Linked DNA regions of Mus musculus: regions 1 and 2 are each linked to region 3. Evidence: chromatin contacts called from public HiCAR-type and HiChIP or PLAC-seq data. All regions are on one chromosome and are shown on one strand. Each heading gives the region's core, a stretch centred on a gene start, on an enhancer-like site or on the middle of the called end of the contact. The rest is flanking DNA. Distances are from core to core; before and after follow the strand shown.

Evidence for each region. HiCAR-type assays count read pairs that join an accessible place to other places. HiChIP or PLAC-seq counts read pairs in DNA pulled down with a chosen protein or histone mark.
Region 1: a HiCAR-type map of astrocytes shows a contact between it and region 3, with 6 times the contacts expected there. The contact joins the promoter of Pnn here to the promoter of Pax9 in region 3. A contact is called at or near these places in 1 of 39 promoter capture datasets (cranial neural crest) and 1 of 115 datasets of contacts at active chromatin or transcription factors (astrocytes).
Region 2: a contact with region 3 is called in an H3K27ac HiChIP or PLAC-seq map of embryonic stem cells, with 8 times the contacts expected there. The contact joins the promoter of Sec23a here to the promoter of Pax9 in region 3. A contact is called at or near these places in 3 of 39 promoter capture datasets (cranial neural crest, frontonasal cranial neural crest and hippocampal neurons) and 2 of 115 datasets of contacts at active chromatin or transcription factors (astrocytes and embryonic stem cells).

The regions. Positions count from the first base shown.
Region 1 is chr12:59,065,570-59,068,269 of GRCm38.p6, reverse strand. It overlaps Pnn (pinin), which reads right to left and starts at 1,351. Exons shown (of 9, transcript NM_008891.2): 1 at 1,155-1,351; 2 at 420-491. The coding sequence starts at 1,267.
Region 2 is chr12:59,010,623-59,013,322 of GRCm38.p6, reverse strand. Sec23a (SEC23 homolog A, COPII coat complex component) reads left to right here and starts at 1,306. Exons shown (of 20, transcript NM_009147.2): 1 at 1,306-1,477.
Region 3 is chr12:56,694,039-56,696,738 of GRCm38.p6, reverse strand. Pax9 (paired box 9) reads right to left here and starts at 1,268. Exons shown (of 4, transcript NM_011041.3): 1 at 875-1,268; 2 at 1-165. The coding sequence starts at 878. It overlaps Gm15524 (a long non-coding RNA gene), which reads left to right and starts at 1,972. Exons shown (of 3, transcript XR_003950120.1): 1 at 1,972-2,700.

The DNA.
Region 1 (2,700 bases), core at 102-2,601, 2.4 Mb before region 3:
TCCAACCTAAAGCTCGAGAAACATTAGCAGAAACTGGTATTTCTAGTCGACTAGAGAATTTAGTTGATTTCATAAAGAAGAAAAACACAAGTGAAGCAAACTTAAGCAAACAATTACATGAACAACACCCTACCACCAATTACATTCTTAGATGTCAAAAGCCTTAACAGAACTTAAAAACAGTTAAGTTTATATGAAACTGTCCCCCCCCCACCCCCACCCCCCAGTCAGGGTTTCTCTGTATAGCCCTGGCTGTCCTGGAACTCACTTTGTAACTTTGTAGACCAGGCTGGCCTTGAATTCAGAAATCCGCCTGCCTCTGCCTCCCAAGTGTAGTGCATATGAAACTGTTCTAATATTCTCCAACCTCTACTTTTGCAATACATTTATTAGAAACAAGGCAGTTATCATCTCCTTACCTTAGCAATAAGCTACCTCGTCCTCTACCTCCACCAGGACCAGAAAGGGCCAGCAATCTGGCTTGGATGGGCCTAAAAAAGAATTATAATCAGTGTAAAAGTCCTATGCAGACACATGAGAGGGCTTCATATACTTCCACACACTAAGGTACACACTACGTAGAAATGAACACAAATAATTCTAAAATGACCGTTTCAGATCCACTTCTTCGAAACCAAACATTAAAATCCTCTTTCTTGCTTCCCCAAGACCACCGTTACGAAAATATATGTATCTCGAGACTGCTACATATTAATAAGTCTGGGTCAGGTCCTATCTGCCAACCTCAAGGGAAGGACACCCAAGCCAGCAGGGAGAGGCAGCCACTGCTTCCCCCGGGGGTCTCCGACTTGACAAGGGTTCGGAGCCGCAGGGGTGGAAAGGGGCTTTGTACTGCAGTTCCGGGCCTGCAGCGCCAAGGGCGGGAAGCCGTGGTCTCGGCCTTCCCGGGGGCGCGGAAACCACGCCGGGCAGCCGGGCGGGCCTTCCTTCCATTCGCAAGCACTCGCACCCAGTGCCCTAGGCGCAGGCATGGCGTCTCCCCGCCTAGCCGAGCAGAGGGCTCGCCCGCCGCCCGGGAAACGGGCCCCTTGACCCCAGTCGGCCCACAAGCGGCCGGTTGCCCTCTGTCCCGGGTGCGCCCGGCCCCGAGGCCCCGGACCTCGCCAACCTCTGGGGTTCCGTCCGATCCGTACCTCACATCATTCGGGTCCCGCCCGGTGAGCTTGCGGATATTCTCGTCCACATTCTTGAGGCTCTCTTTGGCCTTCTCTAGCTGCTCCTGCAAAGCTCTCACGGCGACCGCCATCTTCTCTCTGCAGCAGGCTTCGCGACCGCTCTCCAGGCCGCGCAGCGCCGCACCGCGCCCGCCGCTCCACGCGGAAGGACTGACAGCCGGCCCCAGCCAATGATCGCGGGCTTCTTCTCGGGCCTGGACCACCCGAGGACCGGAAGGGGAAGAAGCTTGTCGATCCGTGATTCTGGACCAATGAGAAGCCGGCAAGTCACTCAGCTCCTCCCCTCGCCGCCTGCCGTGGTTGCGCTCCGCTGCTTGCGCAGAGCGGGGAGGGATTACGTCGGTGTGATAGATCCAATCTCGGGGGTCTGCAAAGGCATCCTCTTAAACTTGACATGTCGCTGACTTCATAGTGCGCCTAAACTCTTCCCATGGGACGGAAGAGGCTATACATCCTTTTTTTCCTTCCCCAAGAGGTTTAATCAGAAAAGGGCATGGCAAATAATGGCTGTTGCGCATGCCCAGAGTGCAGGGAGGCGCAGGCTGTCTTCCATTAGTGAACTGAACCACCAGGAGTCTTCATCCTAACAGCTAATAGTTATTGTGGACACTGAGAATCGCTTTGCGTGCCTTAGTCGTTAAAAACTAGAAACTTGAATGAGATGGTGCTTAATGATAAGGAAATTGAGGCTGCGGACCTAGGTCCAACAGGTCGTCAGATCTCGATGAAGAGGCAATTTATATTCTGATCCTGAGCAAAGTTGTTTCCAGCAGGGCCTAATGCCTGCGGGTATAATAGAGGGTCTGGAGAAGTTGCCAGTGGTTTCCTGTGTGTATTTTCTGGATTCCACTTTGCCCTACCCACAATGCCAATATGGACGCTGGTTTTGTACTTGACATAGAGGTACACGTTTTAGTTCGGAAAAATGTTACACAAATGCAAAGGTCAAATCCTTACAAGTTTTCTCCCTGAAAAGGAACAAGAATTTTTGTTTTGTTTTTAGTAACAGTAACTTGGTCTTATCCTGTATGCTATTTGTGTGGAGGCTCATAACTGGATAGGTGAGGAAGAATTTCATTATCTTATCAATGTTAACAGCACCTGTTATCTACAAAACGAATACCATGACAGCCAAGGATACACAGAAAAACCCAGTCTTGAATAAAACCAAAACCAAAAAGAAGAAGGGGGGAAGGGGAGGAGGAGAAGGAGGAGAAGGAGGAGGAGGAGGAGGAGGAGGAGGAGGAGAAGAAGAAGAAGAAATAGAAGAAGAAGAAGAAGAAGAAGAAGAAGAAGAAGAAGAAGAAGAAGAAGAAGAAGAAGAAGAGAAAAGTCAGGTGGTAACATGCCTTTTAATCCCAGCACATGACAGGTTGAGGCAGGTGGATTAGCCTGGTTTACAGAGCTAGTTCCAGGACAGCCAGAGAATCCTGTCTGGAAATACTTACTCCCCCTCAGAGAGAAGGGTGGGGAGGGGGAGAGGGAGAGAGAGAAAGGGAGAAAA
Region 2 (2,700 bases), core at 57-2,556, 2.3 Mb before region 3:
ATGTAGCGCTCGAGAATAATTCCTGGCAGAAGTGGTTCCTGAAGAGTTTCTAGGTCGCTCTGTCTAATCCCATTTTCTCGTCTAAAGCTTGGGTAGGCGGCAGGGACTGAGGATGAACTTTGAAATCTTTAATATTTTTAAAATTAATGAACAATATCGCTATAATCGTCATTTTTAGAGTACTAAAGCCTTTAACCATTTGTAAACACGTTACATTCGTCTAAATCTTACAACCCCTTAGGGTGGTGTCTTTCTGACTTCGCGGGGAACAGAGTGGATGAATGCAGAACTTTTTGTTTTGTTTTTCACTTTTTCGGATAGCATCTTAAAGTTTAGTTGAGGCTGTTCTGGAACTCATTAGGTAGCTCAAGGAGTCTCAAACTTGTAGTGATCCGATCCCCTGGCCTCAGCTTCTGGAGTACCAAGTATCACACGAGGATAATTTTTAGGTTTTTGAGACTGTCTCTTCTGTGGCTTAGAAGGGTCTACAGTTTGCAGTGTAACGTAAGCTGGGCTGCCTTTTTTTTTTTTTTTTTTTTTTTTTTTTTAACCTTGACTATTGAGATTACAGGCATGAACCATCACCACTAGCCGAGTGAGATACTTAAAAACTTTAAAATTACTATTTTGCGATTGCTTGTGGGTCGGTGAGGAGGTCAGAATACAACTTCTGGGAGTAAAGTTTCTTTTTCTGCCTTATGAGTTCTAGGCAAGTGAGGTCCCTGAGCCAAGCCTTCTCATTGGCTCTTGACAACACACAGACGAAAACCCAAAATTAGAGGAGAATCCGAGCATCTATTTTCTAGCGAATACTTCAAATAATTGTTAACTCGTGCTTCGTTCTTTCTCCTCTTTGGACACGGATACAATGTCAGGAAAAAAACTTGCAAGAGCCTTTTCTATATACTAGAAAACAAAAACAATCGTTCAAGCAAACAGTAGACGTGAAAGCTACATCTGGTGGTTAACATTTTTTTTCTTTTTTTCTGGGGCTAGCAATGCCCTAGTCAGGTATTTTAACCTTAATCCTACACACGGCCTCGAGCGGCCACATCCCACCCTTTATTACTCCGGTTACCTCCCTTCCTCCACCGCCCTGGCTATCGCATCGCTTCCTGCTAGCCCCGCCCCTTCCTGAATTGTCCCCGCCCTCCGCTTTGCTTGGCCGTCTTTCACGCTCGCCCCACCCTCTTTATTACTCCCGGTTCATCTTTTCCGCCACTCAACGCGCCCATTACCTCCTGCGCGCCCCGCCTCTTCCGGGACTGTTCCCGCCCCTTCGCTGGTCGCCCCTCCCCGCCTCCTCCCCTTTGACGTGGCAGAGGCGGCACCAGCCATGTTGTCCTGGCCCAGGCCCTCCAAGAGGCCGGGGGCGGGGCGGGGCCGCCCCTGATTGCGGTGCCACGGCTGCTACAGGGCTTTGGAGCGGACTGACGACTGTGCAAGGCGGAGGCTGTGGCCGTCACGGAGCTTCTAGGTAGGTACTGTGGTAAGGACTAGCGTGGCAGCCACCTCTGCTCCACCGGGGTCTTAGTCGGAGCTGGGAGGCGGGCGGCGGGCCGGAGTGTCAGGATTGTTGGCTCTGTCCCGGCTGTGCTCTCGCATAAGCAGCGGGGCGTGCCGGAGGCTGTGGCCCAGCGCCGAACCGAGATCGCTGAACCCTGTGCTTGTCATGGCGACGGAGCGCCCTCGTCTTTAGTCCTCTTAGTTTAGGTGGAAGGACCGTAGCAGGATGGAGACCGAGGGTCTGAGCATCTGGCTCTGCACCCACCCCCACCTCCTGGGTGACACGCTTTGCCAACCCTGCCCAAGGCTCCTGTGCCCTGGGGCCTCTAGGTTCGTTTCTTGACTGCCCAGGAGTGCCCTAGACTTTGAACCCAGGTGACTACATCACCTGTAATTCGGCCTTGGGCCTTATAAAGGTTAAAGAAAAAACCACCAGGTATAGCTAGTGCCTGGGGCCTTGATTATTAATGATCAGGTTTCAGAACTGAGCAATACCATGCACTGGGGCATTTATTCTGTCTGTAGAGCTTTACTGTTTGTGGGAGAGGAACAGGAAGAGGTAAATAAATCCATAGGTAGAGTAGAGTTGGAGATGTCTAATTCATCTCGTCAGCTAAACTTCTGTCCTGTCTTAACACAACCCCACCCTAAACCACGGATAGCTAGGCACATTTACTGAAAGAAATTTAAATTTAAATGTATACTAACATCTTCCTTCTTTCCAGCATCATCAGAGGGCCTTTGTTTTTTAATTGTTTCAATGACCAATTTTATTATTGCCCCCAAAATTCTCACATAACTGATGTGAAATTTGAAGGCCAGAGAAGTTTATTGCCCAAGAGCAAAAATTTGTTACTCAGTCTATTTCATTGGAAATTTTACAACTGGGCCTGGGAAGATGGCTCAGAAGTTAAGAGCACTGGTTGCTCATCCACATGAATACACACACATACACGGGCACAGAAACACACACTCACACAGAGAACTCACTACTGGCTTACAACCTCTTGTAATACACTTACACACACAGTGCCTCATTACCTATTTACAACGATTTGTAACACACCCACATACCTTTCATCTCAACCCCCAGCTCACTAGTGGTTAACAAGCAACTCCATTGGTAGAGGATCCACCACCCACTTCTGGCTTCCACAGGTACTGCACACACATAGTATACAGGCAGATACAGGC
Region 3 (2,700 bases), core at 19-2,518:
GGATCTTGCTGACGCAGCCGTGCGAGACCCGTAGCTGGCGGCTGATGTCACAAGGTCGGATGCCCAGTTGGGCTAATTCCACGATGCGAAGCCGAATGGCGTTGGGCAGCGGCCTTCCGTTCACGAACACTCCTCCCAGCTGGTTCACCTCCCCGAAGGCTGGCTCTGCAAAAGGAGCACAGAGCGCGCCACAACGCGCACCAACTGCTTGGGACAGCCGCCTGCCACTCGGCCTCCAAGAGCGTCCAGGGGCAGGGTTATGACACCCTTCTATAAGGACTGGGGTTGCCCCGAAACCAGACTGTTCCGGCCTGAGCCAAACGTCTCAAAACAAGCTGCGGCCAGACCTCGCTCCTACTTTGCGATTCCCAACAACAAACAAGAAGAGAGACCCAGGGCAACTCCGGACACTTAAAACTCTCCGAAGCAGGCGGGGAAATCGGTTCTGAGGCTCCAGCGCGCCCCTCTTTGCCTGCCTGGTACCAAAACACTCGGCCCTTGCTCCCTTCCACCGCCTTACCCCTCCCTTCTGCGGGGTTAGACGCAGTCCAGAGAAAGCTGGGGGGGGGGTGTTTTTGTTCTGTTTTGCTTGCAAGTGTAAACACGTGTGCAACAAAACTTGGATTGACACTGGAGCTGCGAGATTCGCCAATGCCACGGCCCTCTTCCCTTAAATCGCAAAATGGCATCAATTGTCACCCAGTGGCTCTCACAGAACCCTTTCCGCCACTGACCCTTGGAGGGTGCTTACAGCTCGACGGACGCAGTCTGAGTCAATACAGCGCGGTGGCGCGCCTCAGCTCCCTCCCTCTAGCCCTCGCCTGCTCGCTCCCTCCCTCCTCGGATCTGACAACGTCCCCCATCAGCCACTCACCCATTGCTCTGAGCAGTACACCAACCCGGCCCCAGTTCCGCACTCCCAGAAAGAAACTTTTTTCTTGTTCTCACTGAGCCGGCCTGTCGCTGCTCCAAGCCGAGGGTGCCTTGGCTTCTTCCCGGGAGGAGGCGACAAGAGTGCCAAAGGAAAGAGTAAAAGGAAGTCTGTGCCGGGCTGAAAGAGGCTTGAGTTCTGCATTTCAATCTAAGCAGCAACGTGGGCTGGGCTGAGCAGGGCCGGGCGGCTCAGTCTATCACTCACTTGTGACACACCCCAAAAGAGGTGGGCCCGCGAGCAATCTGCGTTGTAATTGGTGCAGGCCGGTGAGTGACAGCTCAGTCCGGGAAACTCCTTCCGCCGTCTGTTTCTGGCTGGCTCCGCACCTGGGTGACTAAATACAATGAATAAGAGTGTTTGACGTCTTCCCAGGGGCGCCGCAAACAGAGTGCAAAATCAAGCTGATAAAAATGCTGAATAAGCGAACAGAAGCTTTGGTCTCGGTTTGAATAACTTTAAGTGGGTAGAGACCGAGGACACCTTTTGGGGAAGAGATGAATTTGTCAAATTAAAGTTGGAGGTTAGAGCTCTCAGAGAACAAGTGGCACGACCCTTAAGGGATGACTGAGAACTACCTGTCATGCTGACCTTTGGGGACTGTCAGAATCTTGTCCACAAATTCTATCTCCTTCCAGTTCACTCAGGATGGGGAGAAGTCGAGTGGAGGAGGCGCTTGAGGTGTAAGGACAAGAGACTCCTTCCCGTACCCCGCCCGAAGTGGTTAGTCCAGCAGTGAGGGGCTAAACCTCAGTCAAGCAGGATCCTAGCAGAGGCCAGGTGCAGTGAGGAAAAAAAAATTAAAAAACCAGACTAAAGAGGAGCACAGGACGTCCACGGGGAAGGAGGGTTGATCCCCGGAGCGCTGGTGGCAGTGGCCACGTCCATCCCATCCCACCCCCTTGCATCACTCACCCAGGGTCCTGGTTTCCGTGTGTAAGAATTTGCCAGGGTTCTCAACACCATAGAGCCACCTTGAAAGGTTTGATTTTAAATATGAAAGTCAGCCCCAAGGAGGTACCCGCTGACACTGCCTCTGAGCATCTGTATGTAATTCCCCGCGACTTCAGCTTAGCTACCACAGATGCTGTGTGGTTCTGCCTACCTGGGGATTTTTCACTTTCATTCACCCAAATCCGAAACGGATAGAAGAGTTTGGGACAGAGAAATGCATTTCTTTATGGAGACAAGGTTGTGACGTATGTGGACGAAATAAGGAAGAGAAGCATTGTGAATGGATTCGGGTATTTGTGTGACACCGGAAAGTGGATGATATTACTTCGTCTCCATCACAACAGCCCTCTCTTTAACACATATCCAGGATGTAGGTGATGCGCGCACTCTCCCGAAGGTTCTGCACACAAAGAAATCAGAGGAATCCCGATGTTCACCAGTAAATGACAAGAGCCCAGGACGTCTAGTAATCAGTCTTGGAGCTGACCATTGATCTCCAGGCATCTGCTTCTGTGGTGGGTGTGCACCCTGAATTCAAGTTACAATCAAGTTAAGGATTGAAAGATTACTTCAAATGTCTTTTATTGCAGTCAGGTATTTCCACAATGAGGCTTCACAAATAGAAATACTTGAACATAGCCCCCCCCCCCCTTTATTTGTTGGTTTCAGATGTTCAAAGTCATTTCAAGGCTCGACTTTGTGGTTTCATCCTTGTCTCCGCTCAATACTTGTATTGCGTAGTCAGGTGCTTTATAACAAGGAAAGCCAAGATTTCAGAAGCACCCCCAGCCCCATGCTATAGTATAAATTACTTG